Linked DNA regions of Mus musculus: region 1 is linked to region 2. The links are chromatin contacts, called in public promoter capture Hi-C maps. All regions are on one chromosome and are shown on one strand. The core of a region is the stretch at or near the end of the contact, and the rest is flanking DNA. Distances in the headings are between cores, read along the strand shown.

What was found. Promoter capture Hi-C pulls out the DNA fragments that hold promoters and counts their contacts.
Region 1: a contact with region 2 is called in a promoter capture Hi-C map of pre-B cells. The contact joins the enhancer-like site here to the promoter of B3gnt5 in region 2. A contact is called at or near these places in 6 of 39 promoter capture datasets (3T3-L1-derived adipocytes, the C10 cell line, cranial neural crest and 3 more), 1 of 15 datasets of contacts at CTCF or cohesin (the NIH/3T3 cell line) and 4 of 115 datasets of contacts at active chromatin or transcription factors (the 230-238 cell line, embryonic forebrain, large pre-B cells and 1 more).

Annotation. Positions count from the first base shown.
Region 1 is chr16:20,072,434-20,079,302 of GRCm38.p6, reverse strand. No RefSeq gene overlaps it. Among named protein-coding and RNA genes, the nearest start is that of Klhl24, 22 kb to the left of the region's middle. Within about 2 kb of position 2,427, at least 25 of the 459 cell types and tissues checked have an H3K27ac peak or open chromatin away from gene starts, as enhancers often do. A contact at or near this core is called in the 230-238 cell line and pre-B cells, where this site is marked.
Region 2 is chr16:19,758,641-19,765,504 of GRCm38.p6, reverse strand. It overlaps B3gnt5 (UDP-GlcNAc:betaGal beta-1,3-N-acetylglucosaminyltransferase 5), which reads right to left and starts at 5,271. Exons shown (of 4, transcript NM_054052.3): 1 at 5,028-5,271; 2 at 4,678-4,864; 3 at 291-397.

The sequences.
Region 1 (6,869 bases), core at 1,178-3,677, 320 kb before region 2:
ATGACCTGTAAGGAGAAACAATGCCCAGACTAAACATTTTGAGACAAGAAAATTCCAAAATGCCACGGATTTATGTTGCTGGGAGTTGTTGGCAGTACCTGTTGTAAGGGTCCGAAAATTGCTGAAGACCCCAGACTCAGATAGTTTGCAAAGACAAAGAGTACTTATTCTGCAGAAACAACCAGCATGCAGGGGTCAACCATCCTCCAAAATGGCGACTTCCAGACAAAGGCACGCAGGCCTTCTTATAGGGAATCAGGGGAACTCTCTAGAAGGATTAGGTAATCTCTGTGCAATTGGTAGGGGCCAAAGCGGTGACATTAGTATAACTTTGATTGGCTACTATATCAGTTTTTTAGAATGGGCTAAATAATCTAAAATTTCACTGGTGGGTGCTGGGGAGGTCACAGGGGTCAGCTTCTGATTGGCTCGTAGTCAATGGCCTGCATTCCTATGTCATGAACTTTTAACTACAGGATGAGATAGGACAGTCCAGCATAGATGACCCATCCTGGGATAAGATATTTTCCCATTTCTGTGGTTATCCTCAGCCTGTTCTTTAGGAGGGGGTTTTATGACCTTATTTCTGGATTTTATAGTGTGTTCCTGGAGCTGGTGCCTTATGGCCTTCTAGAAATCAGACCTGGTCCTTAAATGGAGACGAATGAGGTTTATGTTATCCTTTCATTGTCAGCCCACTTTGTTATGTTAGTAGGTGCCTCAGCCATTTGTCATGATATAATAATATATGTATATGTATATATATATATATATATATATGTATGTATAAAATTTCTACCTTTTCCTTGGTGATAAGGGGCCACATAATCTCTTCTGTTGTTAGCACTGTTAGTGCCCAGAAAGGCTGTAATGTCATTCAAAGCCTGAAATGTCATTCACAGGCTGGGGGAGGTCGGGGTGGGGTCAGGGATCCACTTTGAAGCTGTCTGTGAGCCAGGAGGTCCCTAACAGTATGTAGGCTAGAAAAGGGCATTGTATATATTGGCATCAAATATAGTTATAAGTCTCCAAATAAGGGATGTGAACTGATTCCAGATTCTCTTGAGCCATTTCTCCAGTAGCTATATCTTAACTTTTTGAATATCAACAGTAACACAGTAATCCAACTGATTGGACTCAGTTAATATTTCTCCCTCTTTGTTACTTGGAAGAAGTTTAGTTTTAGTTCTGAGAGATTAGATTAAAAAAAAAAAAGATGTACCACAAAATGAATTCTTTTGGGGAGATTTAAAGTAAGTTTTTGCCAATTTAAAATCTGGAATTGAAAGCAGTCCAAATTGGGGAGATGAGGTGGGCTGGAGATATGGCTTAGCAGTTAAGAGTAATGACTGCTCTTCCAGAGGTCCTGAGTTCAATTCTCAGGAACCACATGGTGGCTCACAACCACCTGAAATAAGATCTGATGCCCTCTTCTGATGTGTCTGAAGACAGCTACAGTGTACTCATATACATAAAGTAAATTAATGGTTCATTTTTAAAAAAAGGAAACAGCCCAAATGATACTTGTTTGGTTTCAGACCCCTAGGACAAGGCATGGAGGTGCATATTTTACATATCAAAGCAGTCCTGGCTTCCAGGTTCTCTCAGCATCCCTCAGTCCCTACCTGGCATACCTTGTCCCCAACCCTGAACTTTCCAGCCCAGAGGCTGGGTCAGCTGCCCTAATCCCAGTGGTTCTTCCCTATATAATCCAGACATTTTTGGTTCTCCTCTCTCTCCTCTTCCTCTTTTTCCCCCTTCTCCTCTACACACACACACACACACACACACACACACACACACACACACACACACACACACACACAGAGGCCCTTTCTCTTTTTCTCTCCACCTTTCTTCCCATGGTGACTTCCCTCCTTGGTCCTTGGGGCCATGAACTCACTTGAGAGCAGCTTCCCACTAAATCTGTATTTAATCTAATATAATCTGGCTTGTATCAACTCATTTCACCTTCGGAGAAGTAACCTATCAAAACCTAATAAAGAAAGAATTTTTTATGAAACTAATAAAAAATTTGAATCTTCTTAAACAAGGACAGTCTATTCAGATAAGGCCGGGCCCTGAGTAAGTAAGGTGTTTTAAACAAAAGCATGACTAGTGAGAGGAGTAATAGAATCTTCCCTACTAAATGTTAGAGAGGTTTTGAGTCTACCTGCTTAAGCTCTCAGGTGTTGATGTAGTTAAACCCAAGTGTCATCCAATGAGTATGTGAGTGTTAGGTTTTGGCTAGAGTGGGATGGTTAAGAAGACACTGAGATGGAACACGAGGGACTGAGGGACATATTGTAAGAGTTGTTAATGTCATGTAGACAGACAGAGGGGTGAAAGTATGGTAGGACAGGGAGGGTCACAGGGGAGTTTGGGTCCCAGCACCAGCCACAAACACCTGGGACTCAGGGAGCACTTGGCAGAAGTGAAAGTCTCTTCTCATAGCCTCTAGAGATAGAGTAGTTTCACAGCACAGAGTCTGCAGCTGGGTCTCATGCCCAGGCAGGAAGCTGGAACAGATGTGTTTGGTACTAATAGTCATTGGCTCACTTGATAGGTAAGAAATCCTGCATTTCAGCCAGGGACTCACAGACAATTCTGACATTACATTTGTACATATGTGCTCTGAGAGGGAGCTGGCCCAAATTTGTGGTGAGATATATAAATCTAAGAGTTTATTTCATGAAATTTTGTGGTACAGGGTTGGTTAGAAGTATCGGAGAGGGTCCATTCACTACAGGTTAAAGGGACTCTGATGTGGTATATATCAGGGCCACATTTTCTTGACTCCTAACCCATGGTGGCTTCTTTTTTCCTCCTGCACTTTCTTCTTTCTCTTGGTCCCTCCCTGAACTTCATATCCTGGAAACCTAAACCCCACCTATGTTTCTTCTGCCCAGCTATTGGCTGTTGGCATCTTTATTTATCAATCAGAAATAACTTGGGAGAAGGGTTACAGGTCTATGTGCAGACTCCAAGCCCACACTTAGCAATACAATAGACCAACCCTCCAAAAGACACTTGTATAAGGAGACTACTGATGTTCCTAGGAGAAGGGATAGGGGTGTCTTTGGCTAAGGCAACAGAAAGCTTTACTCAATGTTGGCAATTTCTCAGAGCCATTTGTTCATTTAACCATCAGTCTATAGACTTAAGTTCACAGACAAAATTAAAAGTTTGTACAATAGATTGAATTTTACAAATAGATATCTGTCCACTAAAATAAGTTTTAAGATGTGTTTATCAGGTACCTTAACTTCTAACTGTATCCTCATTTTTTTCTTTTCCAGTTTGGAAAAATCTTTCACTTTAGGACAAAACTAATTTACAATCTAAAATACTTTCTTATCCAAGAGCATTTCTATTTAAAAAAACAAAAACAAACAAACAAACAAAAAAAACCCCCACCAAAATCTTGGGGCTAGAGAGTTGGCTCAGCAGTTAAGAGCATTGGCTGTCCTTGCAGAGGACCCAGGTTTGATTCCCAGGACCCCCATGGCAGCTCACAACTGTAACTCCAGTTCCAAGGGATCTGAAGTCATTTTCTGGCCTCTGCAGGCACCAGGCATGCTCATGGTGCATAGACATAACATGCAGGACAAATCCTCAGACATATGTAAGAATTATCAAACATGAGTCTTTTCTACCCAATACTATAAAACTTGTGTTTAGGACAAGGAATTAAGGTCTTTTTTGTCTTTCCACCATTTAAGACTTAAAATAGCATTAATCCTCCCAGGAAAACCCTTGTTTAATCAAAGGCCCCCTGCTCTAGGAATTTGGTGGCTTGGGACTCCTTTCCCCTCCTTCCTTCATTCCCTATGTACCAGCTTTCTTTAGACTAGCCAATGGAGTAAGACTGTGAGGTTGGACCCCAGGCAATGGGGAAAAGAAAGTTACTACCTGTATTAGAATAACAACCAAATGCACTTCCTGTCTTGCTATGTGTTTGCCCTTCCTGATAACATCCTCTTGATCAAGAGTAAAGTTTGCTTTGTCTAGACACTTCAGTTGGAATGGTGGTCTCTTTCTTTTCATTATATTTAAAAAAATTCTTAGCAAAAATATATTTTGTAATTTTCACTACTCCCTCTTTCCTTCCTTCCTTCCTTCCTTCCTTCCTTCCTTCCTTCCTTCCTTCCTTCCTTCCTTCCTCCCTCCCTCCCTCCCTTCCTCTCCCTCTCTCTCTTTCTTTTTTTCTTTCTTTCTTCCTTCCTTCCTTTCTTTCTTTCTTTCTTTCTTTCTTTCTTTCTTTCTTTCTTTCTTTCTTTCTTTCTTTCTTTCTGACACAAGGTCTCTCTATGTAATCCTGACTGTTCTGTCCTGGAACTTGCTATGCAAAATCTCCTTGCCTTTGGCTCTAAAGTGCTGAGATGAAAGATGTGTGCTATCATAACTAGAAACAATTTTTTCTTAATAAAATAACTATATATTCCAATTTGAACTCAGGAAGCTGGTATATGGAACATAGGCAAGATAGGATCTAATTTGGGCCTTGCAGGCATCTGAGAGGGGAAGAAAGTCTGACATGTCTAGCTCTACTCTTTTTGTCTTCTTTACTTTATGATACCTGCTCACCTTTGTAGTGGGCATGGTAGTAATTTTAGTAAGTCATGGATAGTAAATTGCATAGGGTCATGAGAAATTGAGTTATGTTGTACTGGGCAGTAGTTGCTAGTCATAAAGAATTATAGGCTTATCTTTGCCTGACTGGTCATTCAGCTCTACCTGCAGAAACAATATGCCTAAGAATAGAAAACAATCCATACTGCTCCCAGTCAAATCACAAACAAACAAACAAACAAACAAATAAAAATAGCTGTATCTTTTGGTAGCTGCCTGTATATGTGTACATGTATATATATTCATGTCCCAGCTTTTCCAGATGTGCTCAGCCTTTACCCTGCAAAAAGAGGCCCTTCACTGTTCCAATAAAGCAATCTCAGCTATCAAGATCCAGTCTGTCCTTCTCTGCCCCAGCTTTCTCTTCTCTTCCTCTTCCTCCTTCTGTTCTTCCTCCTCCTGCTCCTCCTCCTTCTTCTTCCTTTTTTTGATAGTTTTCTCTGTGTAGTCCTGGATGTCCTGGAACTCATTCTGTAAACCAAGCTGACCTGGAACTCAGAAATCCACCTGCCTCTGCCTCTCCAGTGCTAGGATTAAAGGTGTGCGCCACTACTGCCTGGCTTGCCTCAATTTTCTTATAGTAAGTTATTTTATCTTTCTTTAAGGCTGAAAGCACAGAGATAAGTTATTGTACTAGGTACATTGTAAAAGGAGTTGAATTTATTTGTATTATGTTAGAAATGAATAAGAATTATTTTCTCATGTCAGTAGGTTTTAGGGTTCCTCTCTATGTTCCCTAAGTGCAAGAAAAATATATGATCGGTCTATTCCCCAAACCGGAGGTGCTTTTACATATAGAACTGTGCTTATCAGATCACAAATCTACAGGAGGAACTCCACTTCTGTCTTTTCTCTGTAATTCTCGAAATTAACCTGTAATCTCCACATGTCTAGGAACCAGGTAACTTCCTGGAATGTTGGAAATTGAGGTCTTGGGAAATGACAAAGCCTCATGGAAGAGTATGATGGCCTACAAGCTTGCCCTTGCAAGTTCTAGCAACATGGGAAATTCCAGTGAATGATCCTGACCAAAGTTCATCATTGATCAATATTTAATATTTAATAAGTGCTTGCTTTAAATTTGGCCCAAAATGGTGGAGGGGTTGTTTTTTTTATTGTTGTTGTTGGTGGTGGTGGTGGTGATTGTGTGTGTGTGTGTGTGAGAATTGCAGGGTTAACACCTGGGAGCTGGTGCCTGCCTGCCTAGGTGTTTTTAGTTTATTTCAGGTTTGAAAAATTACTAACAGTTTGCTTCATGACTGAGCCCACGTGAGTGAAAAAAAAAAAAAAAAAAAAGGAGTAAGAAAGGAAAGGAAAAGGAAACCATGACTGGTTCTAGGTATATTGTAGGAAAAAGTTTATTGTGGATAAAAGGGTGAGTGTAGTTAGAGGCATAGACAGGGAGGAGTCCAGAGTAGTTATGACTAGACTAAGCTGTACCATGTAGGGAGGGGAGGGAGGGGAGGGAGAGGAGGGAGGGGAGGGAGGGGAGGGAGGGGAGGGAGGGGATGGAGGGGAGTTATGTACAGTAGCCTAGAGGTCCAAAGGGACAAAGAGTGGGTACCCAAAATGCTTAGATTGTATAGGGGAGAGCAGCCCAGCCCTCTGAGCTGGAGAATTCAGGGTAGAGGGTGAGGTATGCCAGCTAGGGGGGCCCTGTGAAAGGTAGAGAGTGAGAGATTGCCAGGAGAACTTGGTAGGCGGGGTTCACTTTGGTATGTTAAATAGGCATCTCAGTCATTTGGCTCAGGCTTGAAACCTAACACTACCTTACAGGGAGGTAGCAGGTATGCTAAGCCCCAGGATATACATTAGTTGAGGCAATCTGAAACTAAGTGTAAAATAAACAAGTAATTGGATACTTTGATCCAGGCCACTGGGAGAGTCTACTTCCCAGAAGTACCTAGCCAAATGGAAAGATAAGGGGTAGGGAATTTCTCGAGAAGGATAATAACAACCACATTTTTGCCAAGTTGAGGAGTCAAGCATTTTCACTGTCGTTTGGGCTGACAATCAGCATTGCAGGAAGGATAATGCAATTGCCTCATTTTTGGTGTGCCTACACAGAAACATAGTTCTCGCCTCAAAAGTCATGAGATAATGTGAGTAACTATAGCTTGGGAACACAGATTTAAGTTATCCCAAATTTCATATTATGGCATAGAAGCAGTTTCATGATGTTTTTTTATGGAGACAGAACAAGGGAAGTCATAAATCAAAGTATCTTAACATCAATT
Region 2 (6,864 bases), core at 4,022-6,521:
AGTTCTGTCATGGTAAGAGCATGAATTTGATAAGGTTGAGCATCTTATGCCGGGAGACCAACAGAGTTCTATTTGTTTATGGGCATCTAGATGCAGCATCTGATGAACTGTTTTACTACCCAGAAGACAAAAAGTACAAGGTAGTATGAACATCAGCATTTGTCATGATCTTTCCTGAGCAATGATGTATTATACGACTTTACCATTTATTTAGCACATACCTTGTTCTGGGAAGCCCTAGAAAGTGAGTAATATCTACATTTAGTGAATTTAACAGATATTAACCATACCTGAAAAGGCCACAGACAGGATGCTAGATGTGACTTCATTGACCTTTCAGGGGTTGATAGTCCACCAAAGAATCAGTAGGTATAATGTTGCAACCTGAAATCTCGACCTGATAGATGTAAGAGAATAGAAGATTTCAGAAGTTTAGAATGACAAAAAAAAAAAAAAAAAAAAAAAAAAAAAAGTACATGTATTTAGTCTTTTCTATTTTACTCATCCTGTGTACCTGATTTGTTTTGAACCAGGTACCAGTGCATTCTGAGGATCATTTGACATAACTTAAAGCCTGGGCCACATCAACTATATACATTAATTTTCCTTCTTTATAAACCATTCATGACTCCTTACTACAGACTGGTAGGTGGCTGATACTTCCAGGTGGGTATCAACCTTTCAAAACTGCTGTGTCCCAATACTCTTCTAAAAATATTAACCAGATACAAATTTACTAAAATTTTGATTGCTAATAGCCACCTAACAGATCCTAATTGACCAAGTGGAGTGTTCCATTATCCTTGACCAGAAGGAATGCTAAGAATTGTCAGGCATGGTGGCACACATGTTTAATCCCTGCATTGGGGAGGTAGAAACAGGCAGATCTCTGTGAGTTCCAGGCTAGCCTAGTCTACAAAGCAAGTTCCAGGATAGCAGGGTTACACAGATAACAAAAAAACAAACAACAAAACCAAAATTGTCTTGGTAGTGAAGATGTCTTTCAGTGACAATGACACAGAGTTAAGATGAGGCTTGCCAGTTAGGGACTGACCCTGAGTGGAGTCAACCTGTTAGCTTATTTTGTTAAGTGCACTAAAGAGACAAATTATGATATTTTACGTGGATTTTATGTCATATCTCAACTTTACCTTCTGGAATTTTATGGCCTATCCCAGTAGTGCGATGTTTTTGTACAGTAACCAATCAAAGGCAGTCTTTAAATTCATAGCATTAAATACGAAAAAGGATTATCCTCCCTGAAGTATGATCCAAGTCAATCTACTTCAGGTTTTCATTCTGATTTCTTCACTGGTTCCCTTCCTTGCCTGGATGCCTGCAAGGTCTACCTCAACTGGAACCAAAAAGAAAAAAAGTCAAAAGAAGCAAACAAAATGGAGCACATTACCATTGGAGGAGGTAAGAAAAGTTCTCTTTAAGCCGGGCGGTGGTGGCGCACGCCTTTAATCCCAGCACTCGGGAGGCAGAGGCAGGTGGATTTCTGAGTTCGAGGCCAGCCTGGTCTACAAAGTGAGTTCCAGGACAGCCAGGGCTACACAGAGAAACCCTGTCTTGAAAAAACAAAAAGAAAAAAAAAAAAACAAAAACAAAAAAAAAACAAAAAAGAAAAGTTCTCTTTAAATAGAAACTAAGGGTTTAGGGAAACTCAATCCTTTCACTGATAAGTGATCTTAAAGTGAGAGAACAGAATATGGGTTTTGCTCAGTCCTCTGAAACTAAGTATTTTGTATAATTACAAAACAGAGTACAGTTCCGCAACTTTATACACATAGAAACTAAAGTAAGAGTCTATGAAAAGAAGATAATAAGTCCCTGACAATTATTTTTAAAAAATGGAGAAAGGGAGAGAAAAGGAAGGGGAGGGGGGGAAGGGAAGGGAGAGGGGGTAAGGGAGAGGGAGAGGGAGAGGGAGGGGGGAGGGAGAGAGAGAGTCTTTGCCAGAGAAAGCAGAATGGACTCCAGAGCCTTTTGACCTCCAAATCAGCCACTCACTTTCAGGACTTGTGGTCCCATACTATGGGACTGAAATCAGAGCTCTTCCTGTCAGCTCATTCTGCCCAGGGCTGGACAGCTCAGAGCAACACTGGAGTTCCGGGAATGGTGGCTGGGCTCCATTGCCACAGCCTGAGTTAGTTTGGCTCTTCCAGGATTAGTTTCTTGTCTGGTTTTTGTTTTTCCTTCATAGTGGGAATGACTCAATATTATTGGCCCCTTTATGGGAGAAAAGAAATTAAAGCAAGCCCCACTTCTAGTACAGAAACAATCACAACTAGGGCATAAAGAAGTAAGTCGATGCTATTTAAATTTCATTCCTTATATGGAGAAGGTTTTCTTTTCCTGACCATCTAGTTAATGCTTAAATGAATGCTCAATTTTCATAGTAAACAAAGTAAAAGATTAAATGGGAAAAGGTCATTTTGTTTATTTAAAATTTATATTTTATCTGACCAAGCTTCTTCTCTTTAAATATAAAGATGACAAGGGAGTATATGGAAATATAAAAAGTAATGTATACTATATACTATAATGTGCACTGTATACTGTAAGTAATTGTCGATCCCGTTATCTTACATCTCTGCTGCCAGAGTTCAATGGTGGAACTCTGAATAATTTGCTTGGATCCGCTCAATTGAGCACATACAAAATCCCTAGCACAAGTGCATCTACTTTGTGACTTTGGGAAAAAAAAACTAACTTCTGTATCTTCCCAGTATCTTCCAATATATGTTCTGAAACTTAAATTTGAATACACTTGGGCTGCAGACGGAACTCAACGTTTACAATTTGTAAGTCAGCAAGTGTAATGATTCTATCCAAAGTGACCCATTTAAAAAGATGACCCATTTAGAAATCCATGACTTATTATCCAAGCTGTTACAGACCTGAGAATTAGAAATCTACAGACTTTCACCATAAATCTCTGTTTGGACACATCCGTTTTTATAAAGGGAGTTTTGATTCAGATTTTGAATGAAATATGTAAGTGCATTTTTACTCAATAGGGCCTAGATTTCATTTTGAAAACCCTTTCCCATCTTCTGAATTTTCTTTGTAAGAAAAGCAATTATAAGGATCTATAGGGTTACTTTTCTCCCAGGAAGGGCTGCAGTCTCAGAGTGTACTCATCATAACACTCATGGAGATCATCTTAAATGTCTAAGGAACCCTTCCTCAGAAGATCTACAGGTGTGCACAGTCAGTCTCATCTTTGCTGAGTGCTTGGTATGTAAGTGGGGGTGGAGTGGGAGGAAAGGGCAAGGATGGGGAGAGGCAAAGAGAGCGCAACAGAAGAAAAGTGGTTTAGGAATATGATGGAAACCCTTTAGTTACTGAATTTATCTTTCATCCAAACAACAACAAAAACGACGACAACAACCACCACAACAAAACAAAAACAAAACCACTATGCCCTACATTTCTTTTGACAAACTTTTCCTTCGTGCTAGAGATTGAACCCAAAGTCAGACTTGCAAGCCTGTATCCCCTGCTGCCTTTTGATGAAGTCCACACTTACCAACTGTTTACAAATCACCCTTTCAGTGTTAAGGGTGGGGTCATTTTCTGCACCACTACCTTCAATCATACTTTTCTGGGCCAGTTTCACTTTCTCATATACCACTTCCTGGCATCTCTGCCCCTGGGGACCAGACTGTTTCCCAAAATAAAGGCACAGAGGAGCAAATCTAATTTTAATGAATGTACTTTCACCAGAAAGTTAGCCTAAAAATTAGCTCTACCACCACTGACTACCTTGTGATGGCATCTGTGTCCCTGTAACATGACCCATAACCTAAGAAAACCATTACTGCTGTAAAGAATGTGAATCAAAAGCTGTTACTTTTATCTACGGGTATCTGAACAATCACTTTACTAGTATATTAAAGAAAATGGGAGTAAACAGGAGATTCTCATTAGAAAGATCTTTTCCCAATTTCTCCTACCCGCCTGCTTTCCCGTTTTCTTTTCTTTTTTCTTTTCCAGCTAGCAGCTATTCCAAAGAGCCGGTCAGCTCCCTCACGTGCAAGCTACCCTAGGCGGTCAGCCCGAATTCAATCCAGCATTGATAAATCTCAGGACCCAGACTGAAGATGCGCCAAGGCTGGACCTGGCTTCGCGACACCACAGCCACCTCTCCCCATTGGCATTCCGGGTAAATCCGGTGCTCTGGACCCCGCGGGTCGGATCGTACCTGCGGCACAAAAGCGGCAGCTAGGCCTAGGGTGGTCGCCGCCCAGCGCTCGCGCCCACCAGGCCGCAGTGAACAAAGGCGCTCGCCGAGGGAACTCTCCCTTCTTCGCTGCACCTCCGGACCGGGAAGCCCCGGCTCGCAACGAAGAGCCGTCTGTCTTCCTGACCATTCCACCCTGATGCCCCCGGGCCGCCCGTGTGGACTACCCTCTGCACCCCTTCCCGCCTCCCGGTCGGGTCCGGGCTAGAGGAGGGGAAGCTAGAGGTGGGGCGGGTCCCGGGACTCTCAGCTAGCAGCCTCGGGGAGAACCTCAGAGCCGGCACAAAGCTAGCCCAGCCAGAGACTTAGACTCTGCAGGGGCTTCGAGAGTGCCCGGTCTAAAGCAGACTGCGAAGCCACGCTCCCCGACAGAGGGACCTTGGCTCACAGTAGGATGCAGCGGGCACTTTGGGTGGGCAGTGACTGACCTTTCATCCAGGAGCGGCGTTGGTTAAGACTGGAGACCCATTCATCCAAACCACGTTTCAGTTAGTCATTTCCGAGCTGAAGGTTTTGAGTGGACAGCGGTTCTCCCATCGTCTCGTAGTTTCCTAGCAAACCCTAAGAGCCCGCCGGTCTTCTGTCAGGACACTTAGGACTTGAGCTCCTGGGAGCCTAAGTAACAAAGAAAGGAAACGCACATTTATTTGAAGCGAAGACTGCACGCCTTATGACTGCACAGCAACAGTTCGTTTTAAAAGCAGACCCTTCCCCTGTGTTCAGCCTCCCCATTGATTTACATTCCAACCCAGGGAATTTCAAGCATTGTAAAACTCACCGAGGAACCCAAGTCCTTAAATGTCCCAGAGGTCCGCTGTCCTCCTAGAAGCCCTGGGGGAAAAGTCTCAAGAACAAAAGTTGCAAACTAAATTTCGGTTGTAAGCGAGGAAGCTAGGGCAGGGCTCCAAGAGAGACCCCGCTGGAGCCGGCTAGAGCCGGCTGAGAGGGGCGGGCCTGATTAAGGGTCTTGGCTCACTCAGGCTGGGGCGCAGCCGCAGGAGCCTCCAGCTGCTTATTTGGTCACTCCACTCCAGGCTTCCTCGGGAATGCTCAGCCCCGCCCCTCCCCTACCCCGGTCTGTGAAGGTGACGTGCCCCGCCCTAAAGTGCTATCTGTGAGGACTCCAGGAAGCGATTGCCTCACTTGTTTGCTAATAACTAAACTATAGATTCAGAAGACCAAATGTGCACCTGAGCCCAAAGGAAAGTTCTTGTTCGGCCTGTAACCAGACATTATCAGGATAGTGTAGACATCAGCTGAAGGAGCAAGTAAATAAATCTTTTTTTTTTTTTTTTTTTGTAGCTAATTGCTTGCTTAAAAAAATGCTGTTCTAGACTTTTCCTTATAGAAGCATTCAATAGAGCTCCTATTTTGAGCAGTTTTGTAGTTATACATACTGAAAACAGGACAAGAAAAAAAATCCAAAAATGTCAAGTCCAAATATGGGTTTGTAATTGTAAAAGTCAGTAAGTTCAAAGTAGTTGCTGAATCAGTTTAAAACACACTTGTTATTTCAAACTCTAGTTTTAGGAGATTTTGCAACTGCATTTTAAAAGCCCTTCAGCGTATTTCCAATCCTGAAATTCTTTTCATGTGTTACTCACACAAGGCATGGTTCGCTGTTAACTCACCTGTCCAGAAGACCACAAGCAGAAATACTAATGTAATGGGACTCCTAATGGAGTCTGACAGTGATCTATAAAGAGGAGCATTCATTGTTCCTACAGGGTTAATCACCCCCCAATTATCTTCTTAAATCCTGACTAATCCTTTATATGGTCCTCCCTAAAACACATGTGTATTTTGTATTCACATACATATATTCAAGTGGGACTTTGTTCCTTTTCGGTCATTTGGAACTAGTTACATGTGTCAGTTTATATAGGTAGGCACATGGGAAATATGAACTGATGAGAAAATATACACACACACACACACACACACACACACACACCCCTTTCCAACCTCTATACAAATAGACATGTGGACTAATGATTTTAAAAGTAAACCCATATGGTATCATATGCCTGTAATCTCAGCACTCAGAATGATTTTCATGAGTTCAAAGGCAGCCTTGATCACATAGTGAGTATCAGGTTAGCCTAGGGATACATATAATACTGCTGCTGCTGCTGCTGCTGCTACTACTACTACTACTACTACTACTACTACTACTACTACTACTAAAAATCCAGAGTAGAAAAATTAGTGAGCTGTAGAGTTGGGGTGGGAGGGGTAATGGTTAAAGAACCTGAGGCTAAGAGATGAGGAAGGGCAAAGAGGCCCAGAATGACCTCTCTGGGCCCAGACAGATATATGTATGTATGACAGGCCCATGATGTATGATGTTACACACACACACACACACACACACACACACACACACACGCACACACAGACACAGACACAGACACACACACCAGGGGACAGGCAAAGGAGGTCCTCCCATTCATCTAGAAGGATTCCCTAGACCATCCAGATCCTCATCCACAGTACCATAGAGAAATGTATGATTTCATTGCCAGTGATTGCATGAAGCTTGTGAGATGGTCTGGGAGTAAAATTAGATCATAACAACAGGAGGAAAGAGGTCAGTGTATTCTATCCACAGCAGT